Regions from separate parts of the Hordeum vulgare genome. Here all the other regions are linked to region 1. A link is a contact called in public Hi-C data. All regions are on one chromosome and are shown on one strand. Each heading gives the region's core, a stretch centred on a gene start, on an enhancer-like site or on the middle of the called end of the contact. The rest is flanking DNA. Distances are from core to core; before and after follow the strand shown.

Region 1 (3,365 bases), core at 703-3,202:
TCATGGTTGGACTAAAGCACTTGATCTTAGAATATGGTTGGACTATAACACTTGAGCATAGTATATTAATATGCATGGATGCCCTTTCTATTAAGAACAGAAGTTACCAAAAGAAAGTCACATAAGCATGCCATAGACAAATGAAATTCTATGGTGTAGTTGACTCAAAGGCTTCACTGACTAGTTTAGAAGATTGCAGGTTCAATTCAACAGACAACTCAGGACATGTTTTTTGTACATCCATTGGCTATGACCAAATAAACTTATGGTTCTTTATTTCTCGTTGGTTAACAAGGATCTGTACAGTTTAACGGAAAAGTGGAAAGTAGAAAGAAACAACTTATGTGTTAGTATGGCCACATGGAAATGATATGAATTGAGAATTTACTACAAGATGTGTTCAGCATGCAGTATTACCGTGACGGATGAGCTCAAATCTTGGGTGGCCGATCCACTTCTTCAGGTTGTCTTTTGAACCAGTGAAAAAGTTGTCAGCAACAATGACCTGAACCAAAAAGAAGACACAATCAGATTGGTCTACATTTGCTAAGTTTGTCTGTATAGATCTGCATAGTAACAATACTGGATTCTACAAAATCAACCGAGCTCCGAATCATGTAGAATTGTACATAAACAGTACATGAGAGAGCTCAGTACCACTAACAGGCACTCTGCTTAATTCAGAAGTACTCACAGCAAGATCTCAGAAGCATTGCCACTGGATCTTACTCCCTCTGTACAGACTAGTTCTCCCCAACTACAATTATTTAGGTACAGAGGGAGTAGTTGATATTACATTCTGAGACAGATCGAGGTTAAGCTGGGACAGCGATAGTTCTCTAAAGCACCGCCACTGGATCTCTGTAATTCTAAGTACTTGATTGTGGAGCAGAGTTTCCAGCTTGAGCTCTAAACAGTAGTGCCCCACACCATGCAAAAACCAATGCCCAGGCTTGCACACTGAGATCTGGCCTGGCACAAAGCAACTCTCCACTCACAACGTCGTTTTCGCTAAATCCTAGACCCACTCAGTTCGTGACTCTGACTGTGCCAGTCAGATCCAAGCGGAAGGGAGTTGACCCCGCAGGGGTCAATTTCGGCAACAGCTAGTAGAATGATGCTAGGGGATCTGATGTTAGTCCTCACCTCGTTCTTCTCGTTCTCCATGAGCTTGTCGACGAGGTGCGAGCCGATGAAGCCAGCTCCGCCGGTGACCAGGATCCGCATGTTGGCCTGCCCAAACCCACCACACAGTCCCAAAATTAGCGCCAACCGAGCGACAAGCAGCGAGATCCAGCAGCGATCAGATCCCGACGCGTACCTGGAAGAACTTGGAGAAGCGGATGGGGGAGGGCGTGGGCGGCGGGCGCGTGGTGGCGCCGTTGCCATTGGTGGCGTCCTTCTGCGCCATCGCGCCGAGCACCTGCACACGCAGATCCAACCGGGCCGAGAGATCGTCAGAGAGCCACACGACGCAGCAGCCCAGCCCAACCGAACCCAACCCAAACAAAACCTTGCCGGATTCTGGACACGGTCTATCTGATCGACGATCGCGACCGAAGGAGGAAGGAGGGAAGGAGAGGATGAATGAACGGACGGATGCTCACCAGCGGCGGCGGTGGTGGGATTGGGGCTTAGTTCGGACACGAGGAAGCTGCGCGTTTGAATCGGATTAGACCGACGAGACGAGGTGGATGGAAAGCCCTCCCCAGATCTGAGCCGTATTTATAAGCGCCCCCTGTCTGTCTGCCTGCCTTCCCCCTCCCCCTCGCATGAAACACACACCGACTGCTACCAACCGGCGCCAATCAGTTCAGATCCCATCCCACTTCCCACCACACCACCCGCCTCCAACAACATCTGCTTTTTTCCTCGAGGGAGGAAAGAAAAACAATGCCGGGGGGCGGTGAAAAACCGGGCGATTAATCAATGCCTATTCCGTGCAGTGCAGCTCGCGCTTCGGATGGAAGCAAAGCTGCCGCTGATGGTGGCGCCCGGCGACACCCCAGCCGGTGGCTCGTGCGCTCGATGGGGACAGCTCAGCGCGCCCGGCCCGGCCCGGCCCGGCCCCGGATCCGAGATTTAGAACCGCGATTAGGCGTGGGTTTGGTGGGGGGTTCGGCGTCAGTGGGCGTTGTTTAGGACTGGGAGGCGGGTGGAGGGGGGGAGCGCTCGCGTCGCTGCCAGGTGGGGCCATTGACTTCACGCTTTAGTTGTTGGCGGGTAAGGTTAGCAGCGGCCGTTGATGGCTTCGCGGGCCGACCGACAGGATTTCGCGGGCTCGACCCGGTATGAGCTCTGTCGGGTTCGAGACCGCCCGATCACCTGGTTGCTTGCGACATACACTACTCGGGTCGGGGTGCGTCGTGATCCGTGCATGCTGTAGTGAGCAGATGCATCGGCGAGATGGAAAGTGGGAGGATTTGAAGAACATGGGCACCACGTCATGAACATCACGGCTGCATTATCATGTCACTGACGTTTTATAATTCCGGGATTGTCAGTCCGAGCTGCTCCAGCGGAAAGCTTACATCTTTTTAGTGCCGTGGTTAGTGGGTGGTTACGCAGCTTGCTCAAAAGTTGGGGGATTAATAGTGCCACGAGGTCCATGACAATCTACTGTATAATAGTACTGGTAGTATTATTCTTGCACATACCTTTAAACAAAGGTTAAAATAAATTGGTGTAGCTGTACTTATATTAAACAATCAACCGGGGTTTTCCCTCGTGTGGTTTTGGTGATGGATCTCATTTATGCCTTGAGTTTTTCTTTCATTGCTGCGGGAATACCCCTTAAACTTGTTGTTCTCGCTCTCGCATGCTACGACCATGGACACATAGACGAATTTACTAGTGGACTACGGCGGCTATTGTTAGAGGCGGAGACAAGACCCATACCTTGGGGGCTGGGTCCAGGGCGTGTGGCAGAAATTCTTTGTTGACCGTAGCAACCCGGACACTGTTTAGCATTGTAGCAACACTGCTGCAAGCCTAGGGCCGGGCCTTGGCCCAATCCTGGCTTCGCCACTTGTTGGAGGTGCATATATAGAACATCTTCTCAGTCTTCTTCGTTGATGGGATGTATTCTAGGGTTTTAGATGAGCCTTATCCTCTCCTAAACTTTTTCCTGTTGTTGAAGAAGTGCGTAGAAACAAACGGGAACAAAATTAATGAAGAATTTCGTCTGAATGAACAACTTTCAGAGCTAAAATCAGCTCATACGATTGTGATGTCATGTATGTGACGGTGTCCCATGCTTAAATGCAAAATAGAAAAGTAATTTTACACTACCTCTATCTATGTACCAAAATATAAGACCCAACTCAATTTAAGCTGCAAAAACGTCTTATATTTTCATACGGAGG
Region 2 (3,502 bases), core at 36-2,535, 130 kb before region 1:
TGGTTACCAACCACAGCATCCTCATCAGTTTCTCCATACACCTCATCAGTACTGACGTGAATAAATCTTCTGATCTGGCCAGTAACCTTGCATGCCTCAAGGAGAACATGGGTACCATATATATTGTTCTTTGTGAACTCAAATGAATTGCCGAACGAATTATCCACATGAGTCTGGGCAGCAAAGTGCATGATGGTGTCAATGGACTCAGTGATGAGAAGGTAGTTCACCAGATCAGCACTTGCAATGTCACCCTTGACAAACTTGAAATTTGGTGATGGCCGGGAAGGGTTGAGATTTTTCAGGTTGGAGCAGTAGTCAATCTTGTCAAGGACAACAATCTTGTAGTGAGGATAGCTCCTAATTAGCCGGTTTGCCACATGGGATGCAATGAAACCCGCAGCACCAGTTATGAGGATGTTCTTGGGCTCATAGGTCGCCATCTTGGCCTGCAAATTAATATCCAAACATGCAACGTGTTATTAATTATTCTTACAAACTTATCATTGAAGTTACTAGGAAAACAAGGCAACTCCTGCTAAAACTAAAAGCAGATATACTCGTACCATCAATGAAGAATAGAGAAAACATTATTAACTCCGTAGCCATCAGCAGGCCGTGGAATAGTAAAACAGTAGATAACTGACTAAACTGATACCATAGCCATGAGCAGGCTATGGAGTAGTAAAACAGTAGAGAATTGACTAAACTGACACCACAGCCATCAGCAGGCATAGCAGAACACCCGCCGCACTACAATATCCTGATCATGGCAAATGCAATTTTCACTAGGCGCCCATCAATCTTCCATCATCACGATCCCCAGGTCCAGCGGTGGCAAACACAGTCCAGCGGTGGCAAACACATATACGCAACGTGAAACCACGACCGAACTCTTCGCCGCGGCAAATAACACACGCACGGGAATGGTACACTGCGCAAGTCTGACCGCAAGGTCGCCACCGGAATTCCAGGCGAGGACACGGATCTAGGAGCAGGCAGCGGGGGAGGGGGGGGGGGGGGGGGGGGGCTCACCAGGCAGATCGCGCAGGCGGCGAGGGCGCACCGCGGGCGCGCGGAGGAGATCTGGCGCGCGGCGGCGCCTTGGAGATCGGGAGGGGTCGAAGAAGAATCTTGGAGGGGAGGAGGAGGGAGCAGCGAGCACTCAACTGCACGGCGCCGACGAGTACGGGCGGATGGGGGGCTTAAAAGAGAGTGGGGCGGAAGGAGGATCCTGACCGTTTCGCCGCGTGGTCCGCGCGTCCATTCTCGTTTTCGTTTTCCTTTCCTCCAGCACAGGAGTAGCACAGGCTCTTCTAGACGGGACTTTCCCACCGACCTGACCACCGTGTGATTTGATTTCTACCTCCGTCTGGTTTGCTGGTTTCCTTGGTTAAACTTTGACTTGTGGCTAAATATAATTCTTTTTTAAAGGTTTTATTAGAGGATTACGTAAGGATGTATATAAACATATTTTAGAGTGCAGATCCATTTATTTTGCTTCGTATGTGGTCTCTTAATGAAATCTCTAAAAATACTTGTATTTAGGAACGGAGGAAGTAAAATAAGTAAATATGTTATCATGATCAGATCGGAGAGTGTGGATGAGGAGCTTGTAAAGACAACCCTCCCGTGGAGGATTGACAAATTCCTTTGCAAATATCTTGGTCTTCAACTTAGCATCAAACAGATGAAGAGGTCTGAATGGCATGCAATTGTGGATACCGCGCTTCACATTATGCCTGGTTGGCAGTGAGGGTTGGTCACCAGCCTTGGAAGGCTCGTTCTCGTGAATCAGGTCGTGCAGGCGCGCGCTACCCACCACCTTTTAGTTGGTGAAGCGCCCAATTGGGCTTTGGATCGTGTTGACAAGTGGTGTCGTGCTTTCTTTTGGGCTGGATAGGAGGAGGTACATGGTGGCAAGTGTGTGGTCTCTTGAACTAGAGTATGTCGCCCGAAACACCTTGGTGACTTTGGTGTCATTGACTTATTCAAGCATGGGATTGCTTTGAGGCTCCGCTAGGAGTGGCTCAGGCGCACGGACAGGGACATGCCATGGCAAGGTTTGAACCTAACTGCAGACAAACGTGTGTCCGAGACTTTTGACAGTCTAGTCAGTTGGGATTTAGGAGCGGGCGACAACATCTTGTTCTGGAAAGATAGATGGATTCATGGTGCCACGATCAAGGAGATTGCCCCTCTTGTGGTGGCAAAGGTCAGGACACAAGTTGTCAACCGTCGCAAAGTCAAGGATGCTCTCCTGTCTCAGGCATGGACTAATGACATCGTTGGGGAGTTATGCCCTGAGGGCCTTGCCCAATTCATCTCTCTTTGGGAGATTTTCATGAACGTGCAGCCCGATCCGGAGACGGGGGACAGACCGATCTGGGCTTGGCACAACATTGGTGTATACTCGCCTCTTCAGCGTACAGGATGCTTTATGAGGGAGGAGTCAGGTTTCCCTCTTTCGCTGCCATTTGGAAGTGTTGGAGTCCGCTTGCGAGCAAGATCTTCATGTGGCTGACGGTGCAACACCGCTTGTGGACTTCTGATAGGAGGGTCCGTCATGGATTGCAAGAACACCGTGCTATATGTGCGACCAGGAGGAAGACACATTTGAGCACATCCTCATGCAGTGCGTGTTTTCTCGGCAATTTTGGTACATCTGTTTCACCAGGATGGGCCTTGCTGGCCTCATTGTACCTTTACCACACGACACCTTGGTCCAATGGTGGTTGACGACGAGGAAGCGTATCACCAAGCCTACCCGTAGAGGCTTTGACACCTTTTTCATACTTATTTGTTGGACCATCTGGAAGCAACGCAATGGAAGGGTGTTTGACGGGAGCCAGATCAAGAACGAGTGGGGTACGGTTGACCTTATCTTCGATGATTTTGGTACTTGGGTCGGAGCTGGAGCACTTGGAGTCACACCATTAGCCGAGTAGTTAGTCATCTTTAGGAGTGGAGGGGAGGGTTGTGCTGGTTAGGATCGACTTGTGATCGCTAACTAGCTACATGTAATCTCTTATACATATTTCTTGCCTTCTACAAAGCTTGGTACGTCATTGGTGTACCCTCGAAAAAAGTAAATAAGTTATATACCATAAATATAGTATCACTCAAACCTCTTTTGAATATGAATTCAATAGTATAAGTTTTATGACGTATAATGTATATTTGTTGGTCAAATCTACATTTCAAATTAACAAAAAAATACGAAGAAGGGCAATAGACTCAAACGGAGGTAGTACTGTGATAATGGCATCTCCAACTTGTTCACCAAACTGCCTTTAAACCAAATTACCCTTAAATGTTTAGACCACACGAGTTCGATCATTTTTAGCCTTCCAACGTGGCTGGCCGGATCGAATCGGATTGCACAATCTCTGAAATCCCTACAGGCCTGCCTCAAATCTGGGGAATCTGGATGTTCTCCACGTTGAACTTCGACATCTTGGACCTACGCAAAACTTCATCGAAGCATGTGCATTTTGACAAC
Region 3 (3,380 bases), core at 336-2,835, 240 kb before region 1:
AAATGTACAATCGATTAGGATCATGGGTTACTCTTCGATGTCACATACATATTGGTGGTGCGTAAAAGTAAAAGTAATGCACATGACACCAACAAGATAAGTGAGTGATCATCACAAGGATATCTAAAAGATGATATAGTAGTATCACACAGGATAAAGCGTATGATCAACCACATAGACAGAATAAAGTCATCCAAAGAACAAAGTTTTTAAAACCAAACAAGAGAAAATAAAGTCAAAAGCTCTCTCTCACACGAAGTCTATGATCTATATATTTCTCCCTTTTGGCAACAAGTTATCAAAAAGTTAAAAAGTATAGAACTACTCGTTTCTCTGGGCAGCTGATGATGGAGTCGATAGAACAACGTCGACGAAGGCTTCTGCTGATGTCCCTGGAGTTGGAGGAGTTGATACTGAAGGAGCGTGAGCTGGAGCTGGTGCTGAAGGTGGCGAAGCTTGTGCTAAAGATGATTGTCTTGTCTCCGGAGCAGGAACAACAACTGACCAAGGCTGGGTGCTGAACCTAGTGGTAGTGGGAGGATGAGACTCATCGTCGTCATCATCATCATCTTCATCTTCATCCTCTGAGCGTGGAATCTTTACAGAGTCAACTTCATGTTGAAGTTGTCTGACAATGGTGGTCAACTCAGTTACCTTCAAATCCATGTTGTGGAATTTGTCTCCACAACTCTCTCAAAACTCTTCTGATTTTGCATAATCTCCTGAATGTTCTTCTCCATGCCTTGGACAATGCTCACTAGAAAAGCATTTGGTCAGCTTGAGTTCTGAGCTGTGGAATTGGAGGTGACCTATTTCTAGCAGTTTCAGCCTTTGTTGTCTCTGCTGCCATTCATGCTGTAGCTGAGTTAGGACCATTGTTATCCATCACAACCTTATTGTCCTCAAATTTAGGTTGAAGAGGTAGATGGAGACGATCAAGTTAATATGCATGCTTGCCTAGCTTGACATTGATGAGCATCTGAATATAAGGTGCATATCTACAAGATCTCTTCTGATACGCAATAGTCTTTTGGATAGTCTGAACTATCAAGTCCATCACTCGAAATTTGGTATGAGTATCAAGTAGGTGTAGCAGGTTGATTAAATATCCTCTGATCATTTTCTCATCTCCTCACTTAGGCAAAACTGCTGAGCAGAGTACAACTCGAAGAAGGCAATCAGAAGACAATATCACAATTCGGACAATTCGTTTTTTTTAATGTTGAAATTGTAGTAGTTCCCATTGGTTTTCCCCGCACAGCAAAGAGTTCCCTGAGTCTTGAGCAGAACAATTTTTTTATTTTAACGAACATAGTTCTGCTTTTCCCCGCAAAAACGAACAAACATAGTTCTGCTTTTCCCCGAAAAAACAAACAAACATAGTTCTGCTTTTAAACTGGTTTGGCATAAAACGGAATTTGTAGGAAGGAAGAACGGCCCCGATCCGCGAAGTCCCGAACCGACCCAGCCAAACAATCCCCATCGCGCCCGCGTGGGTCGTGACTCGTGCGCCCCCACCCCACCTCCACCACGCGTTCTCCCTACGCGTCTCCCCCTACTATTTTATCGCGCCCGCCTCCCGCAAAAATATCTCCCAAATTCCCCAACACCCCACGACTTGGTAACCCTATTCAACTTCCCCATCAATTCGATTCCCCATCGCCGAGCTCCCCCCTCCCAACCCTAGCGCCAGATCCGCCCGCCCCCGCGCGCGCGAAGCCATGGCGGAGACCATCGACATGTCGCTCGACGACATCATCAAGAACAACAAGAAGGGCAACTCCTCCTCCGGCGGGGGCGGCCGCCGCCTCGAGGGCCGCCGTGGATCTGCCGCTGGCGGCAGCGGCGCGGCCTCCGCCGCCTCCGCTGTCGGAGGCGTCGGCCCCAACAGGCGCGCCTTCAAGAGGTCGGGGAACAGGGCGGCGCCCTACCAGCCGCCGAAGGTACGAACGAATCGCACGGGCTACTAGGCTTTGCGCCGTCGGCGAAGGGGATCGATGGACTTCCGTTTTCGCCGAGGCGCGGGAGGATGATCCGGTGGTTTTCTCACTCTGGTGTGACGCGATCCAGGCCCCGGAATCGGCGTGGCAGCACGACATGTACTCGGACGCCTCTGCCAGAGGCGGCGGCGGCGGGAGGGTCTCGGCTATCGAGACCGGCACCAAGCTCTTCATCACCAATTTGGACTTCGGCGTCTCGACCGAGGACCTCAAGGTATATACGTCGCCGGATCTACATGTCGAGTCGTTGCTCTCATACTCATGTAGTTATTCGGTTGCTTCTGAGTAGTTGGTCCCCGACGATCTCATATAGTTTATTTCTAGATCTGGCATAGGCCAGTACTATAGCTGTAATTTGGTCGTGCTGGTAGCCTCGCGTTGTTGTAGTGGACCGAGCTAATCTTTTCTGAATTTTCTTAGCTTGCTTATTAGGTGAATAGGACTTGGTTTAGTTTTCAATTATAGTTCTTAGCTTATTCCAAATGGTGTGGCCTCTTTGGAGGTGTGGTTATGTTCTCATTTGCGCTGCTGTAATCTTGATTTGATATGTTTAATTGATGATGTGGATTTCTTTGTGTGCATATCTTATTGCTTACTTCGTAAGTTCACAAAGCTGCTCACATGGGGTTCTTTTCTTGTTATGGTTTCTCAGTTTGTATAGTTTACTTAAACATTGATATCGTTCTCCATAGAATGCTCTTGCTGTTTCCTGTTCATAGGGTACTCTTCCTGAGTTATTTTTTTCTTTCAATGGTTCAGGAGCTTTTCTCCGAGCTGGGTGATCTGAAGCGATGCTCGATTAACTTTGACCGAAGTGGGCGGTCTAAGGTACGTGATTCCGTCTTATGTTTTTCTTTGTTCCATGTGTGGGTTCTGTGCGATGCCTGACAGTACTTGTGTGTTGCAGGGAACAGCTGAAGTTATATTTGCAAGGCGTGGTGATGCTGTTGCAGCGATAAAGAAATATAACAATGTCCAACTTGATGGCAAGCCTATGAAAATAGAGATACTTGGGACTAACACTCCTACAGCTCCAGCTGCACTACCAACCAATAATGGAAGCTATGCTAGGAATGTTGCTAAGAGGTATGTTAGATTTGACGCTTTATTTATTTGTGGATTCAATCCACAGCAATTCAAACATCTAAATTTGCCTGTTTGCTAGAATTAGTCATAAACTCCTATGTGATATTAAATTTTGTGGATGGTGATAATACAATTGTTTGCTGTAATTGCTATGATATATAGCAGAAGTGTTCCATTGCACTATGACCAAGAGACTTGTCCATCAGTTTGTTAGGCAAGTGCGATCCCCAATATTTCAGGAGACATTATTAAACAGTAGGTGCTCTCCGTGTTGCAATGGCACCACATTAAGTT

The links. Hi-C and Micro-C count contacts between places; a contact is called where the count stands out from the background.
Region 2: a contact with region 1 is called in a Hi-C map of seedling, with 6 times the contacts expected there. The contact joins the promoter of LOC123449002 here to the promoter of LOC123449003 in region 1. A contact is called at or near these places in 3 of 6 Hi-C or Micro-C datasets (leaf and seedling) and 1 of 1 datasets of contacts at active chromatin or transcription factors (embryo).
Region 3: a contact with region 1 is called in a Hi-C map of seedling, with 4 times the contacts expected there. The contact joins the promoter of LOC123449000 here to the promoter of LOC123449003 in region 1. A contact is called at or near these places in 1 of 6 Hi-C or Micro-C datasets (seedling) and 1 of 1 datasets of contacts at active chromatin or transcription factors (embryo).

What each region holds. Positions count from the first base shown.
Region 1 is chr4H:469,852,248-469,855,612 of MorexV3_pseudomolecules_assembly, forward strand. LOC123449003 (UDP-glucuronic acid decarboxylase 6) reads right to left here and starts at 1,953. Exons shown (of 13, transcript XM_045126062.1): 1 at 1,608-1,953; 2 at 1,322-1,423; 3 at 1,147-1,233; 4 at 418-505. The coding sequence starts at 1,411.
Region 2 is chr4H:469,718,108-469,721,609 of MorexV3_pseudomolecules_assembly, forward strand. It overlaps LOC123449002 (trifunctional UDP-glucose 4,6-dehydratase/UDP-4-keto-6-deoxy-D-glucose 3,5-epimerase/UDP-4-keto-L-rhamnose-reductase RHM1-like), which reads right to left and starts at 1,286. Exons shown (of 3, transcript XM_045126061.1): 1 at 1,036-1,286; 2 at 1-449. The coding sequence starts at 443.
Region 3 is chr4H:469,617,165-469,620,544 of MorexV3_pseudomolecules_assembly, forward strand. It overlaps LOC123449000 (THO complex subunit 4A-like), which reads left to right and starts at 1,586. Exons shown (of 5, transcript XM_045126060.1): 1 at 1,586-1,943; 2 at 2,071-2,214; 3 at 2,760-2,828; 4 at 2,908-3,086. The coding sequence starts at 1,722.